Linked DNA regions of Mus musculus: regions 1, 2 and 3 are each linked to region 4. Evidence: chromatin contacts called from public ChIA-PET, HiChIP or PLAC-seq and promoter capture Hi-C data. All regions are on one chromosome and are shown on one strand. The core of a region is the stretch at or near the end of the contact, and the rest is flanking DNA. Distances in the headings are between cores, read along the strand shown. Region 1 overlaps Otud3 (OTU domain containing 3). Region 2 holds the start of Tmco4 (transmembrane and coiled-coil domains 4). Region 3 holds the start of Rap1gapos (RAP1 GTPase activating protein, opposite strand). Region 4 holds the start of Ddost (dolichyl-di-phosphooligosaccharide-protein glycotransferase).

Region 1 (2,700 bases), core at 176-2,675, 590 kb after region 4:
ATGGACACTCCATCCACACTCAATTACTTCTTGTATATCTGCTTTATCTACTCTGTTCATCATGCCAGTGAGGCTACAGTATCTGTCCAGTTGATTCTGGGGGTGTGTGATATACCTGGAGTTTGGGGCAAAAGCTCTGGCTCTAGCAGCTCCACAGGCTAGGCTCGGCCACTCAGTCCAGTATCCTAATTAAAGAGACAGGAGGGCTGGAGAGATGGCTCAGGGGTTAAGAGCATTGACTGCTCTTCCAGAGGTCCTGAGTTCAATTCCCAGCAACCACATGGTGGCTCACAACCATCTGTAATGGGATCCGATGCCCCCTTCTCGTGTGTCTGAAGAGAGCAATGGTGTACTCAAATACATAAAATAAATGAATAAATCTTTAAAAAATAATTAATAAAGAGAGAGAATTCTGAAAGCAATGAAGCTCTATTGGTAGAGTGCTTGCCTAGCATACAGGAAATCCTGGGTTCAATTCCTGCATTGAATAAATTGGATATGGTACAACAGGACTGTTATTTCTGAAGCTCAGAAGATGGAGGCAGGAGGGCCAAGAGTTCAAGGTCATCCTCGGCTACACAGTGAGCTGGAAGCCAGTCTGGGTTACAAGAGAACCTGTCTTAAAAAGCAAAAAGAGGTTTGGACAGCAGGCAAGGAGGAGAAACGAAGTGGCGGTCTAATGATTCCAAGTTGGTCTGGGGGTATGGATAAGAGCTTTAGACAGTAGGAAACTGAGGGCAAGAGGCATGTGTAGGTAATCCTGGTTAATGAACTGCTCCTGCCCATCACTGCCTCGGGTCTGGCCCTGAATTGTTAGATCTGTTCATTCCAGCCCTCGCCAAGGGTCCAATCTAGTTTTTTACAGGATGATCAGCCCCAGGCTGCAGCCTCTGCAGACACAATCACCCTCCCCGCTGTGGGCTGTTCATCCTGCAGGATTTCTCTTCCTGGAGTCCAAGGTGACTGACTGACTGCAGGTTTAAGACAATGGCTTTTTGTGTTTTCCGTCTTGAAGGGCTTAGAGAGACTAATGCGCCTTAGAACCTGAGTGGCCAGGGCAGTCAGAGTCTGAGCCAGCAGAAAGGAGACGGACAACAAATGAAGGCAAGGACGCCAGCTTTTCTGCTGCCTGTGAGCTCACGTTCGGAGTCAGCGCCTCTTAGCAAAGGCAGTTTCCAAATGCCTGCTTCCGTTGGAACTATCTGTGGAAAGGGTGCCATACACAGTTGGTAAACAGTACACTGGTTCGTTCGACCAGCCCCCTTGGCTTCCCACCATGGGAGCAAGAGCTTAAGTGGACGCCCATCTGAGAGTCGCCCCATCTGAGTCATTAGCCTTAAATGCAAGCTGATGTCCCCAGAGGTAAACAAGTGAAGCTGTCAGCAGAGATGCTGCGGAAGTTCTTCTGGAGGGCTGCTAGTGCCGTGTCCTTAGAACACAAGGCAGTAGAGCCAAGTCCACACACCCAACACCCAGCCCAGCTGGACTAAGTGTGCTTTGCGTCTAGACCTCACTGGGGGAAGAACAGCATTGCTCCTCTGGGGAGCTGTGATGAAGTGTTTCCAGCCTCCCTCCCAACTTGAGTATTCTAGGCATACTCCACCCTAAAGCCAAGGCTTTTCTCTGAGGGGCTTTGCTCACACTGGTCCTTCCCTAGCTCCATGCCTACCTCCCCTCTCACGCACAGACCACTAAGCTTCGCTTGGTTTCTCTGAATTCCTGAGCCATCGGCTCCGCCTTTCTTTAGGTCTATTTGTGTTTGGGCTCCTTGGTTGTTGTTTTTGAGACAGGGTCTCACTGTAGCCCAGGCAGACCTCAAATTTGCAATATAGCCAAGAACGACCTTGAACTTCTGACTCTCCTGGGCTTGCTATGCGTGCACCTCTGTGACATTTATATGGTACTAGGGATGGAACTTAAGAGACTCGTGCGTGGGTGCAAGGCAAGTGCACAGCCCACAGTGCTGCCTCTCCACGAGTCCTCTGGGCTCATTGCTATGAGTCTGCGTTCATCCCTACACTGGACGCCTTTAGCAAACAGGGTCCCAGCTGTTTCCAGAGACCCAAAAGTCGGTAGTTAACAGATGTTTGGGTGAGTGAATAAACTGGATACAAGTAATACCCAGATCCCTCTGCCACAGAGTCTGGCCAGTTTCAAAGTGCAAAGCTAGAATCTCTGAAGCGGCTGGACCAGTTTCCATCCTCTGCAACCACAGGTCCTTGGAGCGCATCAGTGTAGTCAGAGTGCACCACTGCAGTCGAAGAGCATCCATTTTCCAAGCAGCCCAAGCAAACCTGGGTCAGAGCAGGGAAATCTATGAATTCTGCTGCTCAAGGCCAAGGGGCATTACGAGAGGAAGGCACGCTGGTGGTGTCCTGAAGAAGGTAATTCTCAAGGGTGGCAGCTGACATATACATCGTCAGACACGTAATGAGGTGCTGGGTAGGTCTTGACAACAATCTGCCCGGCCATGAGACGGCCATACTCCCCTGTATCCATCCTACCTCTGCTAGATCCAAAATGGCTGCCCAGCTGGGGGAAGGGATTTCCCAGCATGCTTTCTTAGCCCCTCTCACCCAAGCGAAGAAAACAGTCAACAAGCTGACCTGAACTTTGCTTTTAAACTAGAATTTATTGGTATACAAAATCAGTTCCAGAGATAAAGTGGCACGTCTTTGCGGCTTCTATTGCACCAAGTGT
Region 2 (2,700 bases), core at 72-2,571, 670 kb after region 4:
GCCTTACTTTCCAATCTTAACACTGATACATTGGACAAGATTTTTTTAAAAAATCAATATTGATATGTGGCTATGGACTAAAAGCAGAGGAGTCACTCGCAGTGTTCTCCCTGCGTCTTTACTGTCCCCAAACCCCACCTAAGCGATCACTTTGTTTTGAGTATGTCTTCTTTTCTAAAACTATTTTCCATATTGATTTTCTTTATCCATTGTGATTCTGTTTTCCATTAGAGAATGACCGTTTTTTTTTAACTTTCAGAGTTACATTTATTTTTTTTTAATATCAAGAACTTACTAAAATCAACTTATGCTGAAATTAAAAAAAAAAAAAAAACGGCAGCTGTCTCACATCTGAAAGGCTAAGGTAGTTAGTTGCTCAGGCTGAGGCTGGCTACTTCAGCTCAGGACCGCTTCTTAATCGGTGGCCTCTGGTCACTCCAATCCTCCATTCCTCATAGACAACAATAGGATCTTTTAAAATTCCATGATATTTGCGGGGGGCGGGGGGAGCGTGCCACCTTGGTATGGTTATTTCCCCAACTTAGTGATGCCCAGAATCTCAGCTAGAATCCTTCAACCCTCCACAACTGTCCTTTTTTGACCTACAATAACCTCCTAGCTCTTCTAGGTCCTGATTGGCCGATAGAGAGATCAGGTGATGGAGGCCCTCTAGCGTTCCAGTCGGATCCTGAGTCATAAGGCTCCCTGCTGGAATGCCGCACGTCTCATCTGTCCGCTCGAGAACTTTTTCCATTTCCAACTCCAGCCTATCTTCTCCAGGGGAAAGAGCAACGACGTCAGAGGTCATGGTGACTCAGATTCCAGCCCTGACCAGGATGGCCACCTACTTCCTCACCTGTAGATTAGGTGTGATGAAATTTCACAGGTTGCCTGGGCAACCAAGAGCCGGCTCCCAAATGAGGAGAGCGGAGGATGAGGCATGGGAGACAACCCCCCCTTCCATTCTTGGGGTCTTTAAGTTCTAGTGTGGGATACCCAGATTATAAATTGGCAAACAGGAAAACAATCAACTTCAGTGTTAAATACTACGATTAAAATATGGGCCCGAAGGCCTGGTGTGCTAATCCATAACCTTGCTGGCACGTAGTAGGTGCTCAGCAAATACTTGTTCAAAGACTAGAGCTGAGTGGGTGGCTAGTCTAACAGGAATGGAACCCCAAAACGGAGGCCCGTGGGACGGAAGAGCCACGGGTGCAACGACTGGCGAGCATTAGAGAAAGTGAAAGAACGATCAGAAGGCGTGGGTGTTGCAAATTTCACCGAGCAGTGTGCACAGGAGGGGGAGGCACCTTCTGGGACAGGCTCTTTTCAAGTGTGGCGGCAAAATTTGGAAGCTTCCCCTTCAAGTGTCTGCTCGAACTCCCCTCATGCCAGCCCAGCCCCTGGTGAGCACTCTCTGCAGACCCCTCCTGTGCCCCGCGCTCTCGCTTCCTGGGGAGCGGGAGACACAGAAGTGCGGGTCCCGTCCCAAGGCCAGCACCCGGGCGATGGCTTTGGTGGCTTAGGTGGCGGTGCGCCCGGCCCAGCCCGGAAGGCCCGGGCCCTAGGGCTGCGCAGGCGGGACCGGCCCGGGCCGGTGTGGGGCGGCTGGGCCAGGGAGAGAACAGGCGGGGAGCGCCAGGGCGGGAGCTGCGGGGCTGCCAGAAGTTCTGCCGTCGTCCCATCCGTCGCTGCCGCCTCCAGGTAAGCCCGCGGGGAGCCCCGATCGTCCCCACGCCGCCTCCACTGCGCTTCCGAACCCGGAAGTGCTCTCGGGACTCCTGAGTAGCTGGAGGGGAAACTGATGCCAACGAGCATGCCAGCGGCCCCCGCCTGCCAGCACAGCCCAGGGCACCGGTCGCTGGGTTTGAAGGGAAGAAAGGACCTTGCTCAAGGTCACGCAGGGTCACTGGACGCCCCCTGCGTACTGGGAGCTCCAGGCACCCACTCCCACCCTCTGTGTCTCCAGACTCAGTTCCCCGAGGCCTGGGAAGCCCTAGAGTCCCGGAAAGGCCCGGCCCCTTCCTGCTGTGACGGGGGCGTGGCTTCTCGCCCCGCTGCGGGTTTTTACAGAGTAGGGGACATTTCACATTACAGGTTTTTACATCCGGGAAAACTGAGTCTGGGAACAATGGGATGATTTTGGCCAGGACCAGGCAGTCAGAGCAAAGAGGTTAACTAGGGTGAGCTGACTTCAGAGTTTGACCCAGTGTTAGGTTCAAAACTGGCCTCCATGATGTCCTTGTCCTTGCCAGGGGTGACCCAGAGTAGAAGCTGGGGCTGGCTAAATCTGCAGGTTTGATCCTGAGGCCACTGCTGCCTTCAAGTAGGAGGGAACACACCCCTGTAGGGCTTCCCAGGACGCCACTCACGGGGTATATTTATTGAGCACCTACTATGTGTCATCGTGTAGGCTCTGAAGACACAGTAGTGAAGACTCCTCAGGGTGAATCAGCTAGGCAGAAAGACAAGGCCACCAAAATCCCCAATTACCCAGTATGTTTGAGAAGTCAGGAAGGAACCCAGGGCCCCATCCTCCTAGTTAGAACCCTACCAAACCGCCTGAACCTCTGGGCATCACCGAAGATGCTGCTTCCAGCCTCAGTTTCCCACTCCCCTGGACTTAAAAGATGCCCTCAAGGAACTTGAGCCTGGCTCTGCCACTTCCTCTCTGTGTCACCTTGGGTGTCACCCTGAACC
Region 3 (2,700 bases), core at 80-2,579, 600 kb before region 4:
GACAAGGCTACAGTAGTCCTCAGGAAACAGCCACTTGATGGCAGCCACTTGCTTGAACAGCTGGGTTTGAGAGTGAGGCTTCCCCCTGGCCATGGGACTGTTGTTTGTCCTGCCTGGGTTTTGGCCCTTCCATCTGGAGGGAAGGCTAATGTTGCAGATCCTCGGAGCCTGAGGCTCAGAGAGCCCAAGGTGGGCCCTTCAGTTACCAAGGAAGCCGCTATCCTTCAGCCTCCTGGCCTCCACCCAGTTGGCTCCCACTTTCCAATCATGCTAACGCAGCGCAGACAGTGAGCTTCAGACCGCCACAGCCCCACAGTGCACCCCTCCTCCAGACTAGGACCCATTCTGTGAACTGAAACCAGCTCCCAGAGTGACTCATTTGGATTTCCAGCAGGCTATTGGTGAGCTGAGGGAACCTGCCTGGGATACTCTCCAGTTTTCCTCAATACCCTATTCTGTTACATATTTACAATGATACTGGAACCAGTTTGAGGGGCATGTAACCTCCCTGTACCTAAGGGCAAGTCCCACCTCTAACATAGAGTAGACAGCTGCTGCTGCTACTGTTGCTCCTCCCCTCCTCTGCCTCCTCCTCCTCCTCCTTCTCTTTCTTCTTCTTCTTTAGTTTTTCAAGACAGGGTTTCCTTGTGTAATGCTGGCTGTCCTGGAACACACTCTGTAGACCAGGCTGGCCTTGGACTCACAAAGATCTACCTGCCTCTGTCTCCTGAGTTCTGGGACTAAAGGTGTGTGTCACCATTGCATGGCTGAGAGTGTCTTCTCTATTGACCTTGCCAGCTCGTCACTGGGCAGCGCCTTTGGAAGTGCTTTGGAAATAATCAGTATTACTGTGTCCCCAGAGCTGTGCAGGGGTTGTATTTTCTTTTCTTTGGGGAGCCACATTTAAATAGACACCGAGCTACCCTCTGCAGTACTCAGGGACTGTAAAATCTGCATACATGTGCATACTTGGCCTACCTATACCTAACCTGGGAGCCAGACCACATTCAGACAGACAGACAGACACAAGTACATATATCTATAGTGTATTCAGACTTGCTCATGAACACATAAAGGAGATAGAAAGTAAATACCCCCCCAGGCGTCCCTACCCACCCCTTCCTACCCACGGGTACTTCTATGCTACAGCAATGCAGTATGTCACGTAGAGCCACGACTAGCCTTGGAGACACACATGTACACAGATAAGGACCTAGACACATACGCAGGCGGCATCCACTCTACCTGGCCTACATATCGCCGGTGATTTGAGCAGCTTTGGCCTCCCCCAGGGCCACGGTAGGAAAAGATGCTCTTCTGGCTGCATTGTGTTGGGTACCCGGAAGTGTGCAGGCCTGGAAGTGGTTGCATAAATCAATATTTGCTGTTGTTAATTATTAAAGCCAAAGCTACTCGGTGTCTGGAATGCACATCTCTGGTGTTCCCGCTGGCTCTCTAGGTCTAAACCTGACCCTGGGCCAGGTCTGGGAGGGCAGGGAAAGTGCTGCCTGCCTTCCTTTCAGGAGCTCCCTGGCCCTGGGGACAGAGGGTAGTAGACAGCACTTCTGGGAAGCTGTAGGAGATCTGCCCCCCGCCCCTAGCTGGAGGACAGTCCTGCCCCTAGAGCATCCAGACTTCTCCAGCATCTGTCTTGGGGTCTGTCCCTGCTGCAGACTGGCTGCACCAGCCTAAGACACAAGGACTTCAGGGTCAAGTTGGGGGTGGGGGGTGTCGTTTCAGAAGCCTTGTAATTTACAGATGGTAAACTGAGCCAATGGAGGTGCCAGAGACTCTGCAGCTTCAGACTCTTCCAGGGATCCCGGGGTTTTCTAGCAAAAAAAGCTATTGCACCTCTTGGAATATGATTTTCTAGTGAAGACATTTGTACCTCCTTGGTTATGGCGATCTGGTGAGACACGCAAAGGGTCCAGCAAAGAAAGTGCTTAAGCACCATCTCCAGTACTCCTGCATTCCCTGGGCACAGCTGTCCCAAGAACCTTGTCCTTGAAGCCCAGAGGCAGGGTCTCCAGTCTGGGAAGACACAGCTGCTCACAGAAGTGCCTGAGGCTTCCCGCGCGCAGGCGCAGTGTCCTGGGCCCCTTGCCCGGCCGCCCCGCGAGTGGGCGTGGTGGCCTTCCGCCCCGCCCCTCCTCCGCGCCTCCCGCACCTGGCGCCCCGCCCCCTCGGGCCCGGCAGCAGGGTGAGCCCAGAGAAGGCAGAGCGGCGGCGGGCGGGACAGGAGCGCAGAGCTCGGGCTACGGGGCCCCGGGCCGGGCCGGCTTACAGCGCCGCCGGGGCTGGGGCTCGGGATGGCGCAGCCGCGGCCCCCAGCGCCCCATGGCCGTCCGCGGAGGGGCTCGTTGCCGGCGGGGGCCGGCTGGCAGGTGAGGACCCTGGCAGGGGCGGCCTGGCCGACTGGGGACCCAGGGCCATCAGTCAGCCTTACTACCCAGAGTCTGGCAGTCTGTGCCTGAACCCCGTCACGGTGGGTGTGTATGTTTTTGGACTGACACCCGAACTACACGGAGCACCCTAGTGTTTTCCAAAGCTGCCCCTGGGTCAGACGTAGGGACACTGTGGCCATGGGCTGCAGTGACACTGGGTGTGTGTTTAACTGTTGTTGGGACTGCCTGCTGCCTTTTCCACACAGATGGAGCGATATCATAGGGTGACTCTGGTGGCTCTTCCCCAGGTGGGATG
Region 4 (2,700 bases), core at 23-2,522:
GAGACGGTCACATCCAGCTGGCCTGGGACTTGCATGTAGCTGAGGACAACTTTGCACTAATTATCCTGATGTTTGTATCTCGAGTGCTGAGGTTACAGCTGCCAGCTGCCATGCCTAGTTTTCTATGATACTGGGCATCAAACCCAGGCCTTCCTGCAATCTAGATAATGCATGCATCTTACCCACTGAAGTACACATCCCTAGACCTCTACGTTTTATTTCTGTCCTGAATCTTGGGTTGGTGTGTGTGTGTGTGTGTCAGAAGACAACTTGCAGAAGGCCGTTCTCTCCTTCCACCGTCTGGGGCCCAGGGATTGAACTCACGACGTCAGTCTTGGTGGCAAACAAGCACCTTTATCAGCTGAACCATCTTGCTGGCACCCCATGTTGGCTTATAGACAATTCCGCTAGGCACCACGCAGCAGCTTGGGTAGCCGCCAGCCAGGTGCGAGCCAGGCGTGTAAGGACTCCTCTCGGCTAACCTGCCTCTCTCCCTATCTCCTATTCTCTCCTCTCTCCCCCCAGATGTTCTCAGCTGGCCTCTTCTCTACCATTCTCTGTTCCCCTTTTCGGTCTCTACCCCGTCCCAAGTCCCCTTCCCTTCCACCGACGATAAATCGTCTTTACACTAGGTCTGTCGCGTGGCTTGATTGTTCAGGGGATCACCTTGGCCGGCCAGCCAAGTTGCTCCCTCCCGCCGCATTATACCAGCTCTCAATATGTGACCCCAGCAGGCCTGGACTCACTATGTGGACCAGGCTGGCCTCGAAGTCACAAAGATCTGCCTCTGCCTCCCACTCGAGTGCTGAAATTAAAAGCACGAGCCACCAATCCTGGTTGTGAAGAGCCTTTTGATCACTAACCTTCTCCTTGGCCATCCACCCTGTTTCGGGCCTGGCCAGAGCCTATTTCCCCACCTCATTGCTCTCAAGAGATAAGGGCCTGCTTCCGAGCCCGTTAGACTAGCGACAGGCGAGGAATTCACCCCTATCTGGTCCTGGTAATGACAACTGCGTCCTGGGGGAAAAGGGGCGGCTGCCTAGGAAACGGAAAATCTGGAGACGCTAGAGGAGAGTTTGAGAGATGTGGCGGGAGCTAGCCTGGGCGGAGGCAAAGGGCGCCCGGCTTTGTTGATTGGCAGCAGCTACGGAGCTGTCTCTCTTGGATTGGCCCTTTTCCATGGGGGAGGCGGAGCCTCAAGTGCGTTTCGCCAATAAGGTACAGAGACTCGGCCTCCGGAGGGCCACTTCCGGTGGCGTTCCCTGCTTCTTGGTCCGTCCCCGCAGCGGCGTGGGCCGCGGGGCCACGGAGTACCCGGACCGCTTCCAAGTGGTACTCCGCCGCTGCGAGCGGCCATTGGGCGGCCGCGAGGGACGCTTCCGGTGCCCAGGTGCTGGCCTGGGCTGCTGGGAGATGAAGATGGATCCCCGCCTCGCCGTCCGCGCCTGGCCCCTCTGCGGGCTGCTGCTGGCCGTGCTCGGCTGCGTCTGCGCCAGCGGCCCCCGCACCCTCGTGCTGCTGGACAACCTGAACGTGCGGGACACGCACTCGCTGTTCTTCCGCAGCCTGAAGGGTGAGCGCCGAGCAGAGCCGAGGGAATGGCCCGGGTTGGGGCGGAGACGGCAGCCCCCTCCGAGGGCTGCAGCAGGGATTCCTCTCCTGACCGGGTTCCGGGTTTCTTTCCTCCAGACCGGGGCTTTGAGCTCACCTTCAAGACCGCAGATGACCCCAGCTTGTCCCTCATTAAGTACGGGGAGTTCCTCTATGACAACCTTATCATCTTTTCCCCGTCGGTGGAAGGTAAGGGCGCGCGTCGCCCCTCGAAATGGGATTGGGGGGGCTCAGGAGACGGCTGTCTTCTTGTTCCTGGGCATGTTCTGGGTCTTGGGGTGAGTTTCGAAGTATAGTAGAGGAAAATGTTAATTGCAGCTTGGGCCTCGGAGATTTCATCCGTCAAAAAGATACAGCTAAGGATAGAGTGCCAAATGTCACCCGTAGACATTTCGCTTCTGGAGAAGGGGGTTTTCTCTAACAAGGGTCCTGATAAAGAAACTCTTGATTTGACTTGCTTGTGTACAAAGATTTGTCACATTATTAACATGGATTGCTGTAAAAAGTCATTCTGCAGGTCATAAGAATACAAATAGATACATACCCATCAACCCTTAAGGCCTGATGGATGTGTTTTGGCTGACCAACACAAGGCTAGTTGGTATTGGGGGTGGTGGGAAATATGCATGTATGTGAGGTTGTGCACACTTCTGTGGACGTGTAGAATCGGGTCACCTACTCTGTCACACTCCTCACTCCCTTAAGCCAGGGTCTCTCACTGAACCTGAAGCTTGCCATTTTGACTAAGCAGGCTGGACAGTGAGCTCTCAGATCAGTCTCTGCCTCCTGATGCTTGGGTAATAGGCACCGCTTGTCATTCCCAGCCCTTACTGGAGACTTGAACCCAGTGACCGACCTGTGGCTGCCTGCTAAGCCATCTCACCAGCCCTCAGAGACTACTGAATGGAGTGAAGATCTGTAACTTACACTTAACTATTTCTGTCTTACAAGGCAGTTGAGTCCACCACTAGACATTTCTGTTAAGATCTACTGAGCTGAACTTTGTCTCTCTCTTCCATGTGTATATTTGGAGAAGTGTTCTTAACTCCCTTGGGCCTGTGAGTCTGGTGTCCCCAACCGAGAATAGAT

The links. Promoter capture Hi-C pulls out the DNA fragments that hold promoters and counts their contacts. ChIA-PET counts read pairs in DNA pulled down with a chosen protein or histone mark. HiChIP or PLAC-seq counts read pairs in DNA pulled down with a chosen protein or histone mark.
Region 1: a promoter capture Hi-C map of embryonic stem cells shows a contact between it and region 4, with 2.8 times the contacts expected there. The contact joins the enhancer-like site here to the promoter of Ddost in region 4. A contact is called at or near these places in 1 of 39 promoter capture datasets (embryonic stem cells), 1 of 15 datasets of contacts at CTCF or cohesin (embryonic stem cells), 2 of 484 Hi-C or Micro-C datasets (cerebral cortex and cortical neurons) and 2 of 115 datasets of contacts at active chromatin or transcription factors (astrocytes and bone marrow-derived macrophages).
Region 2: a contact with region 4 is called in an RNA polymerase II ChIA-PET map of memory CD8 T cells, with 6 read pairs. The contact joins the promoter of Tmco4 here to the promoter of Ddost in region 4. A contact is called at or near these places in 2 of 39 promoter capture datasets (hippocampal neurons and liver) and 3 of 115 datasets of contacts at active chromatin or transcription factors (bone marrow-derived dendritic cells, bone marrow-derived macrophages and memory CD8 T cells).
Region 3: a contact with region 4 is called in an HNF4G HiChIP or PLAC-seq map of pancreatic cancer cells. The contact joins the promoter of Rap1gapos here to the promoter of Ddost in region 4. A contact is called at or near these places in 4 of 39 promoter capture datasets (frontonasal cranial neural crest, liver and pre-B cells), 4 of 115 datasets of contacts at active chromatin or transcription factors (embryonic stem cells, large pre-B cells, pancreatic cancer cells and 1 more) and 1 of 9 other capture datasets (embryonic stem cells).

Annotation. Positions count from the first base shown.
Region 1 is chr4:138,888,451-138,891,150 of GRCm38.p6, forward strand. Otud3 (OTU domain containing 3) reads right to left here. Exons shown (of 8, transcript NM_028453.2): 8 at 2,613-2,700. Among named protein-coding and RNA genes, the nearest start is that of Pla2g2e, 12 kb to the left of the region's middle. Within about 2 kb of position 1,426, at least 13 of the 459 cell types and tissues checked have an H3K27ac peak or open chromatin away from gene starts, as enhancers often do. A contact at or near this core is called in cerebral cortex and embryonic stem cells, where this site is marked.
Region 2 is chr4:138,971,584-138,974,283 of GRCm38.p6, forward strand. Tmco4 (transmembrane and coiled-coil domains 4) reads left to right here and starts at 1,322. Exons shown (of 17, transcript NM_029857.3): 1 at 1,322-1,704.
Region 3 is chr4:137,705,277-137,707,976 of GRCm38.p6, forward strand. It overlaps Rap1gapos (RAP1 GTPase activating protein, opposite strand), which reads right to left and starts at 1,330. Exons shown (of 2, transcript NR_138594.1): 1 at 1,246-1,330. Rap1gap (Rap1 GTPase-activating protein) reads left to right here and starts at 2,191. Exons shown (of 24, transcript NM_001379234.1): 1 at 2,191-2,384. The coding sequence starts at 2,310.
Region 4 is chr4:138,303,466-138,306,165 of GRCm38.p6, forward strand. It overlaps Ddost (dolichyl-di-phosphooligosaccharide-protein glycotransferase), which reads left to right and starts at 1,273. Exons shown (of 11, transcript NM_007838.3): 1 at 1,273-1,573; 2 at 1,690-1,800. The coding sequence starts at 1,414.